Linked DNA regions of Sus scrofa: region 1 is linked to region 2. A link is a contact called in public HiChIP or PLAC-seq data. All regions are on one chromosome and are shown on one strand. Each heading gives the region's core, a stretch centred on a gene start, on an enhancer-like site or on the middle of the called end of the contact. The rest is flanking DNA. Distances are from core to core; before and after follow the strand shown. Region 1 has its middle 200 kb from the start of RBMS1. Region 2 overlaps RBMS1 (RNA-binding motif, single-stranded-interacting protein 1).

Region 1 (4,183 bases), core at 923-3,422, 360 kb after region 2:
GATGAAACACTATTACAAAACCATGTCAGCTAGCAGTGTATTTCTTATCTGCAATTATTAAAATGACCAACAGCCCTTGACCAGAGGGAATTTTGAGTAGGAACTCCAGCCCTCTCACCAAACATTTTAAATATTTGCTAGCAGTGTGTGGATTTGTGATTCATAATAGTACCTTCTTTTTAGACTCTTGCTTCATCTCCTAGCTTCTATGTTATTTACCCAACTCCATTGAGGCTCATAAGATTTCTCTTTAGTTCAACTCCTAAAATGAATTTGGGTAAACACAGAAGACACTGTCAGTGCCACAGCTCTACACTTGGCGCTCACCACTCTCATAAACACTGGTAATGCCAACAAGATCCTGCGACTCTTGCCAAGCATCAGAAGTGCTGGGAACTTACTGCCACCAGGAACCACTCTCAGTCAATGACAATGACTTTGGGAAAGAAATACCCCAACTTTCTAACCACTAGAGGGAGTGTGGGCCCCTGTGATAGGTCATCTGAGCTGTCTCCTAGAACTACCCCGAAGGATTGAGCCCCTGTCGACCACAGCAGTAACCTGCTCAATAATGTACCCTCATATTGGCTTCTTTCCTTTTTCTCTGTCTCTTCCATTCTCCTACCCCTACTTCCTGGGATCGCCTCCCAAATAAACTTCTTGCATTCAAATTCTTGTCTCAGGATCTACTTCGACTGATGAGAGTAATTGCAAGCCCATGTGGACAATTTCTCTAATACCCATGGCTCATATGGGAGCTCTCATAGTCCAGTTAGTTTGGTCTTCAAAGTCATGGACTAGCTCTTATCCTTTGCGACTACTCCGAATTTGAAATCTTAAACTTCAGAATTCTACTTTTTTTTTTTTTTTCCAGAATTCTACTTTTTGAACAAACCTACAGACTCATGGCTCCTCCACTTAACTATCCCAAACCTGCTCTTTGAACTTATCAACACCTGCAGCCTTGTGTCTCCCCTGCATTTGATGTCACTTTGCCCATATCTGTACCCACTATTGGTCAGTTTAAATATACTCACTTGCATCTTTTCCCTTCTTTTAACCCCTTGATCACTTTCTACCTTGATCTTGAAAATCCTCAAACATAGGTTAACTGGAACATATTCTTTAGATTCAACTTCCTGTCGCCAGTTTTGCCCACTTGCTCAACATATTCCAGCTACATACACCTTCTCATTCTGCACTGAAAATGCTGTGATTTTACATAACACTGAATTCATGTTTCTGGTATGTTCTTCTGGTCTTTGGAACTTTTCTATTCTCCTGCTTAAAGGTCATCCCATCAATGGTGCCTCCTCGACACAGTCAGGCAGAATTAATTGCTATCTGTTGTTGATTTCATACCATTTCATATATGACCATTAGAACAGTCATCACATGGAATTGTAATTATTTCCATGACTACCTTCTCGACCAGAGTGAGAACTTGAGGACAAGGGTAGTCATTAATCATCAATACCCTGAGCTCCTACAGCTAGATTGGCTGAAAGATACCAGGTTGTGATTCAATGTGTGATGAATGAATAAAATTAACTCCTTAAAGTCATTTTTTTCTCCCCAGCTCCCCATTTAATTTTCACAGAAAACAAATTTATTGCCTGTTATTTCTGTGGAACCTAGTTTTTGCAAAGTCCTTTATTATAGCTCATCTTAACATGTTGGTGTGTCTAAGACCTAATTCTGACATGATCTGCCTACTGGTTTCTTCTGCCTGCACATCCTTGACTTCAGCTAGGTGTTTTCAATTACTAGCTCAGCCCAGACTGACAGTAATCGGATTGGAGTCTGTCACCACAGAAACCATAAAATAGCTTTAGGTCTAATTAGATCTGTTGTCTCCCAAGCATGGTCCTACCTCCAGAATTCTGTTTAGGTAACAGAAGTAAGTAGTAGAAGTCCTATGGTTTAAGTCACTGTTAGTTTAGCTTTTAATTAATTATAGCTGAAATAAACCCTAGACAGTAAACATATGAATAATAACTTTAAGTTGCATTAAGAGAAGTATGCCTATTTAGAGAAGCAGACAGAAAGGAGGGGTGGAGGAAGGAAGTATTGGTATGAGGAGTGAGAAAGAATTAACCTATGAAGGCTCTATGTGTCCTTGACAATCTTAAACAGAGCATTGCATAAAACAGAGGGATGTTTGGTAAAAAGGAGAAGTGAACATTCTTGAATGGGCAAACATTTGGAACACAAGTGTACATGAGTTAGCAGAACTCATTATTTCTGACTTATGTTAAGACAATATTTGAATAGCAGAATATTATTTCTGCATAATAGAGGGACAGTTTACTGAGAACCATGATGGTGGTATTGGGGAACAGAGTTCCAGGGCTGCTTGGGCAATGACCCAGGAACACCCCATCATCACCAAGATCATGAGTGCAAGCATATATAAGGCAGATATGTATTGTCTTGATTATACCATTAAATGTCTAAGTGTGACTTAGAGCTAGCCATTTATACTGTTCAGTTTCCTCATTTTGGGAAAAAAGAGAGTGAATCTGATGATTCAGGGTCATTTCAACTACATAAAATGCTCTCAAAGTTGAAGGATGTTTTCTCCTACAAGTTCTGTCTTAATGCCCTTACATTTTTCTGAATCTTTGTTTAAAACATGCTAACTAAAGTTCTTAAACATTACAAATAAAAATGCGAGAGAAGGGCACTGGAAAAAGTTAGCAAGAAAAATTATATTTCATATTGAGTAAATTTTCTGAACCAAATTGCTTCTGACAGAGAATTTTCTACTTTTACTACTTTTACTGCTTGTTGCTTTTAGCCCATTAGATGGGTGATTAACGCTCTGAGTTGTATTTCAAGCTCTAAGTTTTGTCAATACTAAATAAATAATGGCGGTATTTCCTTTCTGCTTCTGGGCTTATGGACCATGATCATAAAATTCTTTAATTTTCAGAAGAGTAAAAAACATTTCCCTTTCGCAAAGAGCAGACAGCAAGGATAACAAGTGCAATAAGTAGTACACCCCAATTAGAAAAACGGCTTCTTTATGGTACAGAAAAAAAAAATGGTGGCCTATGATGCACTACAAGGTTCTGGTTCCCGTGGAAACCAGTGTTCACAGGTCCTGACTGCACATGGCTACCTGATGATCTTGGATCAAACAGCTGTACACAACATCTCAATTTACATTGTGAAATGGAAAATGACCCCAAATTCATAACTGAAAATCCATGAGGCAACTTGACAGATGGCAATGGCCTTAGACACACTAGCACAAGTATGACTAAGAACAACTCCTGAGCACTGGAAGGAAATCTTGAGATGTTAGTTATATCTGCCCCCAAAATTATGTTTGAGAGAATAGATTATACTTTCTCTTTTTAAATCATATGTGGTTAAAATTTATTTGACTAGTTGGCTCTATGTAGAATGCCCTTTAAAAAGCAGATGTCTAAATGCCAGGTATCTTCCTAAGGATTGTCCTATATCCTCTTTGGTAGTATTTGCTTTGCAATGTTTATGAACCACAAATATTTCTTGAGCCACATAATAATATGAATGATTAATTCCAATATGACTTGAAAACCTTTGTTTTTTACCTTGGGGGACATACTTGTATTGAGGGTTATGTTTAGTTATTATTGTTTTGTTTTCTTTTCTTTTGGTCTGAACTTCATCTCATTTTTTTACCCTTATGGCTGTGGTGTGAAGGCTAATTAAATTTGTATTGAGTTTTGCGAACCCTGTGGAGAAAAGATTTATATCCACCTAGGAAATCTTGGAACATGAAGTTTGGTACACAAATTCTGGGATTTCTGTTGTTAGTTTGTTAGAAATCTTGAGACTTAGCCAAGAAGCAGAAATGTAGAGCACACCTAGATAATTTGGGAAAAAATTAAGTAGATTGAGATTGAAATATGTGAAATATTTAGTCTTTCAGAATTTACCTGAAAACAGCTGAAGTAAATTATCTAGATAAGATTGGGTCCAGAATAGAAGCATGGTAAGAATAGATTTTTGAAATAAAAGGTATAAAGGCTCTGAGTGTATCCCATCAAAAATGACAGGGTTTATACATGATTGTTTTAAGTATTTAATCATGACCAACATTTTTATCAATCATTTTTACCACTGGTGAATTTTAAGGTGGACATGTGACCAGATCAGTATGAAAAAGTTATAAGTTGAGGAGTTCCCGTCG
Region 2 (4,358 bases), core at 848-3,347:
TGATTCTGGTGCGGGTGCCTGGCCTCAATGCCCTGACTTAAAACACCTACCCCCTAAAGGCATGATATTGTGACATCATCTGCCTTGTGCACTGCAGTTCGGGGGCCAGGGCATGCTGACACATCACAGATATTTGGCAGCAATAAATGTTAACCTTTTCTCCTTCCCACCCCACCCCCAATTATCTTGAATAAAGGCACTTCTAATTCTTACCACTGGAGAGCACTAAGCTGCATTACACACCTCACCTTCACAATGACATGATTCTGAGCCACAAAATGCTGAGAAAGCGTATGCCTATCATTTCTATAGTTGCTTTTCAGTACGGTTCTTTGCATAGTGAAACCCCTCAATATGTACTGTTTGAATGAATGAAACCAAAACATGCAATACAAATTTTTTCCCCTTAGAGTATTTGTTGTGGGGAATTGAGGGAAGTTGGCAGTTGTGGAGAGAAGGGAAATACATTCTGCCTTGAAAAATGAACACGGCCTTGTGTTTTATCCTAATTTAGCTTATAAAAACAAATGAAGGAAGTAAAGTAATTTAGGAGTTTAACATGGAATTAAAAGTTGCTACCAAAAAGACAACTGTAAAAGGTTGTTGGGGGAAAAAAACCCAAAAAACTAAGAAGAATTTTAGTTCCTAGGTTACTTTTCAAATATCTCTAAATTTGTTACTCCTTTTAAAAGAAAAACTAGAACTCTTACACACACACACACACACACACACACACCCAGTAACAGAGAACTGTGTCAGAGTCTGTAGAAACTGAATGTATTAAACTCCAACACCGAAAATCATCAAGGCCTGCTTCATTCAAAACAAGAACAACGTGACAGAGAGTAAAAGTAAACGTACTCTCTGAAGCAAAGAGGGTTATCTGAAACTATTAAAACGGAGTGTGCAAACTACCTAGAAATTTCTCCTGATTCTGACATGAGCTGAAAACGGCAGGAGTCAAATTGGACATTTCCTAGACTGAACACGAATGTTGGCTTTGATCCAGAACATGGCACCAGCATATTGATTTCCAAATGCTGTCAGGCCATCCTTTTCTAAAGTAATAAATCCTGACTGCCCCACGACCTTGAAAAGCCGGTGTGAAGAACAGACAGAAAAGGAAAATGATATCTATTTTACTCACTTCAGTTCTAAGAAATCTGGGGATGTGATACAAATGTATCATTAGTAAAAAATACACTTGGGCTGGATAGGCAAGGGAATGCTAATGTAGCCTGCCAGCACAGTTGATGTTTCTAAACTTAGATGTTTCATTCAAGGGTCACTCGTGACAATGGTCACGTCTCTTCAGGGCGGATCTAATGGAAAAGGATAAATAGGGCTCCAATGCTGGTTTCCTACTGATCTGCTCCAAATAAGACTATCCTTAGACACTGCAGATAAAGATAAGCAATCATTCCAAAGACAGAGCAATACCGCTCTAAAAATTTCTAATCTTAAAGCTTAAGAAAATCAGAGAAGAATTATCTTTATGTGGGAAAAAAAAAAAAAATGGAGCCAAAGTGAGCCAAAAGCTGTTAAATTACTTTAGTATCAGTTTCACAAAATTTCCATATTTCAATGAAGGTAATAAGACTCTCTCTCTCATGATAGCTTAAATTTGCTGCATCTTCCAGAATGTACAAGTATGAGTGCTGTGAATAAAGACTGGGGCTAAAAGTACTTCTTATTTACATGACATAATCAGGATTTCCCAATCTTGTTGTTTTGAGAAATCTTGCATCATAGGAGAGGCGCTAATGGAAAGGGGACATATCATTCCCATTCTTTAAAAGAACAAAAAAAACCTAGATTCTAGAAAGGCAGGTAAGGCTTATGGAGCTAAAGCAAAATTCCAGAATGGACTGGATAGAGAGACTGGTGAAAAGAACAGGCACCAGAGAAGTCCTTCCCAGGAAGACACCCATGGTGAAACTTTTGCTCTTTCTACCCTGGGGAGTAGTGAGGAAGTCAAGGTTGCTCAGAAATGCTACAAAGTATATTTTGCTTTGAGCTAAATAAAAATCATTATTTGCTGGTGGATTAGACAAGGACATCTGGGAAGAGGAAATGTGGTTTGGATGAGTGGGTAACTAGCTAAACAAGTGACTGAGCTAGTCTGATGGTCAAGGCCGACGCATGTAGGGATGTGTCACAAGGCTCTGTTCTTGGCCAGAACTTTTTCAACATCTAAAAATTGGCACAAATCGGGTCACTGACTGCACTCTTATTAAATATATGAATGTTCCAAAGCTAGTGGGGAATGGTGAATGTAAGGTGGTAGAAATAGTGCTTGGAAATTATTTCAATAGGCTAGAATGAATTCTTGGCCAAAGCCAACACTATAATATTTAATAGGGAAAAATAAGCCTTACGTATAAGTTCCAAAGGGAGGGATAATCAACTGTATAACTTTAGGGAAAGCCTTGGTTTCTCACATGAAAATACCTGGCTTTTCTGGCAAGGAACAAATTCAAGTTCTCTAGATGAAACAGATATAGGTTGCACTGAGAAAAATATACGATCCTGATCTTAGAAAGAAATTATGCTTTGGGGGCTCTTTGCTCACCATCTTCTGACCCCCATAGTGATGGGCTGAACTGGGTACCCCCAAAAGATATGTCCAAGTCCTAAGCTCCAGTGACTGTGAATGTGGTCTGATTTGGACATAGGGTCTTTGCAGATATAACTGAATTAAGATAAGGCCATTAGGGTAGGCCCACATCCAATGTTACAGGTGTCCTTCTAAGAGGGAATCTGGACCCAGACAGAATCACAGGGAGAAGGTATGTGTTGACTGAGATGAGCCCGGGGATGCAGCTGTGAACCAGAGCACTAAGAACTGCAGGCAAAGCACCACCAGCTGTACGGGGAAGGATTCTCCCTTAAGCTTTCAGAGGGAACATGGTTCTACTGACACCTTAATTTTGGACTTCTAGCCTCTAAAACTGTGGGATAATAACACATTATTTTAAGTCATCAAGTTTGTGGTACTCTGCAACAGCAACCCTGGGAATTCACACAGCTCCAGCTGCCTTTTGATCCTGTATAAGGCCCTGCGCTTGTCCTGCTCCATCTTCATCTTCTGCCCTTCAAGAAGTTACTTCACTGGGGAAATTCAGTCTCATTCTGCAAGGCTCAGTTTCATGGTTCTCTCCAGTAGCAGCAAGCCTTCTCTGACCTTCCCTGACCAAGCTAAGCGCTGCCTCTGCACTGGCCCGAGGCAGTGGGTCCTCAGTGTTCTTGGTGCAGCCCTCGGCCCGCTGCTACACCAACCCCATGTCTGCATCCGCATCACATCAGTCTGTGTTCCCTCAGACTGCTTTCCTCTTAGCATCTCAGGCCCTGGCATAGTGCCTGGCAAAAAATAATCAGTCAAAATTTAGGAGGAAGGAACGGAGGAATAAAAGAATAACAACAGCCCACTTTAACTGAGTGCTTTCTACGTCAAAGGCGTTTGTTCTAAACATCTCCTTGTACCTCATCTGAGCTCTTTCAGAGACTAAGCTTGGTAGACACAGGTCTAGAAATATATCCTATGAGGATGGAATGGCTGACAGCCTTGCAGATGCTCACATGGAAAAGAAAAAACTCTAAAGAAGTCCTATCTAAAAACTATCTTGAGGAGTTCCGGTCATGGCTCAGTGGTTAACGAATCCGACTAGGAACCATGAGGTTGTGGGTTCGATCCCTAGTCTTGCTCAGTGGGTTAAGGATCCGGCATTGCCGTGAGCTGTGGTGTAGGTTGCAGATACGACTAGGATCCCGCATTGCTGTGGCTCTGGCGTAGGCCGGAGGCTATAGCTCCGATTAGACCCCTAGCCTGGGAACCTCCATACGCTGTGGGAGTGGCCCAAGAAATGGCGAAAAGACAAAATAAAATAAATAAATAAACAAAAATAAAGAACTATCTTGGATTGGGGGTGGGGCAGGGATAAATTTGGGGGTTGGGACTGACATATATACACTACTATATGTAAAATAGATGGGTAACAAGGACCTACTGTATAGCAGAAGGAAATTTACTCAACACTGTGTAATAACCTATATGGGAAAAGACTCTGAAAAGGAATGGATATATGTATATGTACAACTGATTTACTTTGCTATATACCTGAAATTAACACAACTTTGTAAGTCTACCATATTTCAATAATTTTTTTTTTAAATAAAAACTATTTTTATTGGAGAACATGCCACCAAGGGCAGTGTTCCAGCAGGGCTGCGTGACCACCTGGGTGAGGGGTACGGCTGCAAAGCAGGTTTTCACAAAAACCGACCAGGAGGTGATCACTACACAGGACACAGGCAGACAAATGCAGCAAATTCTTCAGAACGTTAAATCTAAGATGATG

What was found. HiChIP or PLAC-seq counts read pairs in DNA pulled down with a chosen protein or histone mark.
Region 1: a contact with region 2 is called in an H3K27ac HiChIP or PLAC-seq map of alveolar macrophages. The contact joins two enhancer-like sites. A contact is called at or near these places in 1 of 47 Hi-C or Micro-C datasets (embryonic fibroblasts) and 2 of 2 datasets of contacts at active chromatin or transcription factors (alveolar macrophages and skeletal muscle).

The regions. Positions count from the first base shown.
Region 1 is chr15:67,602,534-67,606,716 of Sscrofa11.1, forward strand. No RefSeq gene overlaps it. Among named protein-coding and RNA genes, the nearest start is that of RBMS1, 200 kb to the left of the region's middle. Within about 2 kb of position 2,173, at least 1 of the 83 cell types and tissues checked has an H3K27ac peak or open chromatin away from gene starts, as enhancers often do. A contact at or near this core is called in alveolar macrophages, where this site is marked.
Region 2 is chr15:67,245,779-67,250,136 of Sscrofa11.1, forward strand. The region is part of intron 2 of RBMS1 (RNA-binding motif, single-stranded-interacting protein 1); the gene reads right to left. Among named protein-coding and RNA genes, the nearest start is that of ITGB6, 130 kb to the left of the region's middle. Within about 2 kb of position 2,098, at least 15 of the 83 cell types and tissues checked have an H3K27ac peak or open chromatin away from gene starts, as enhancers often do. A contact at or near this core is called in alveolar macrophages, where this site is marked.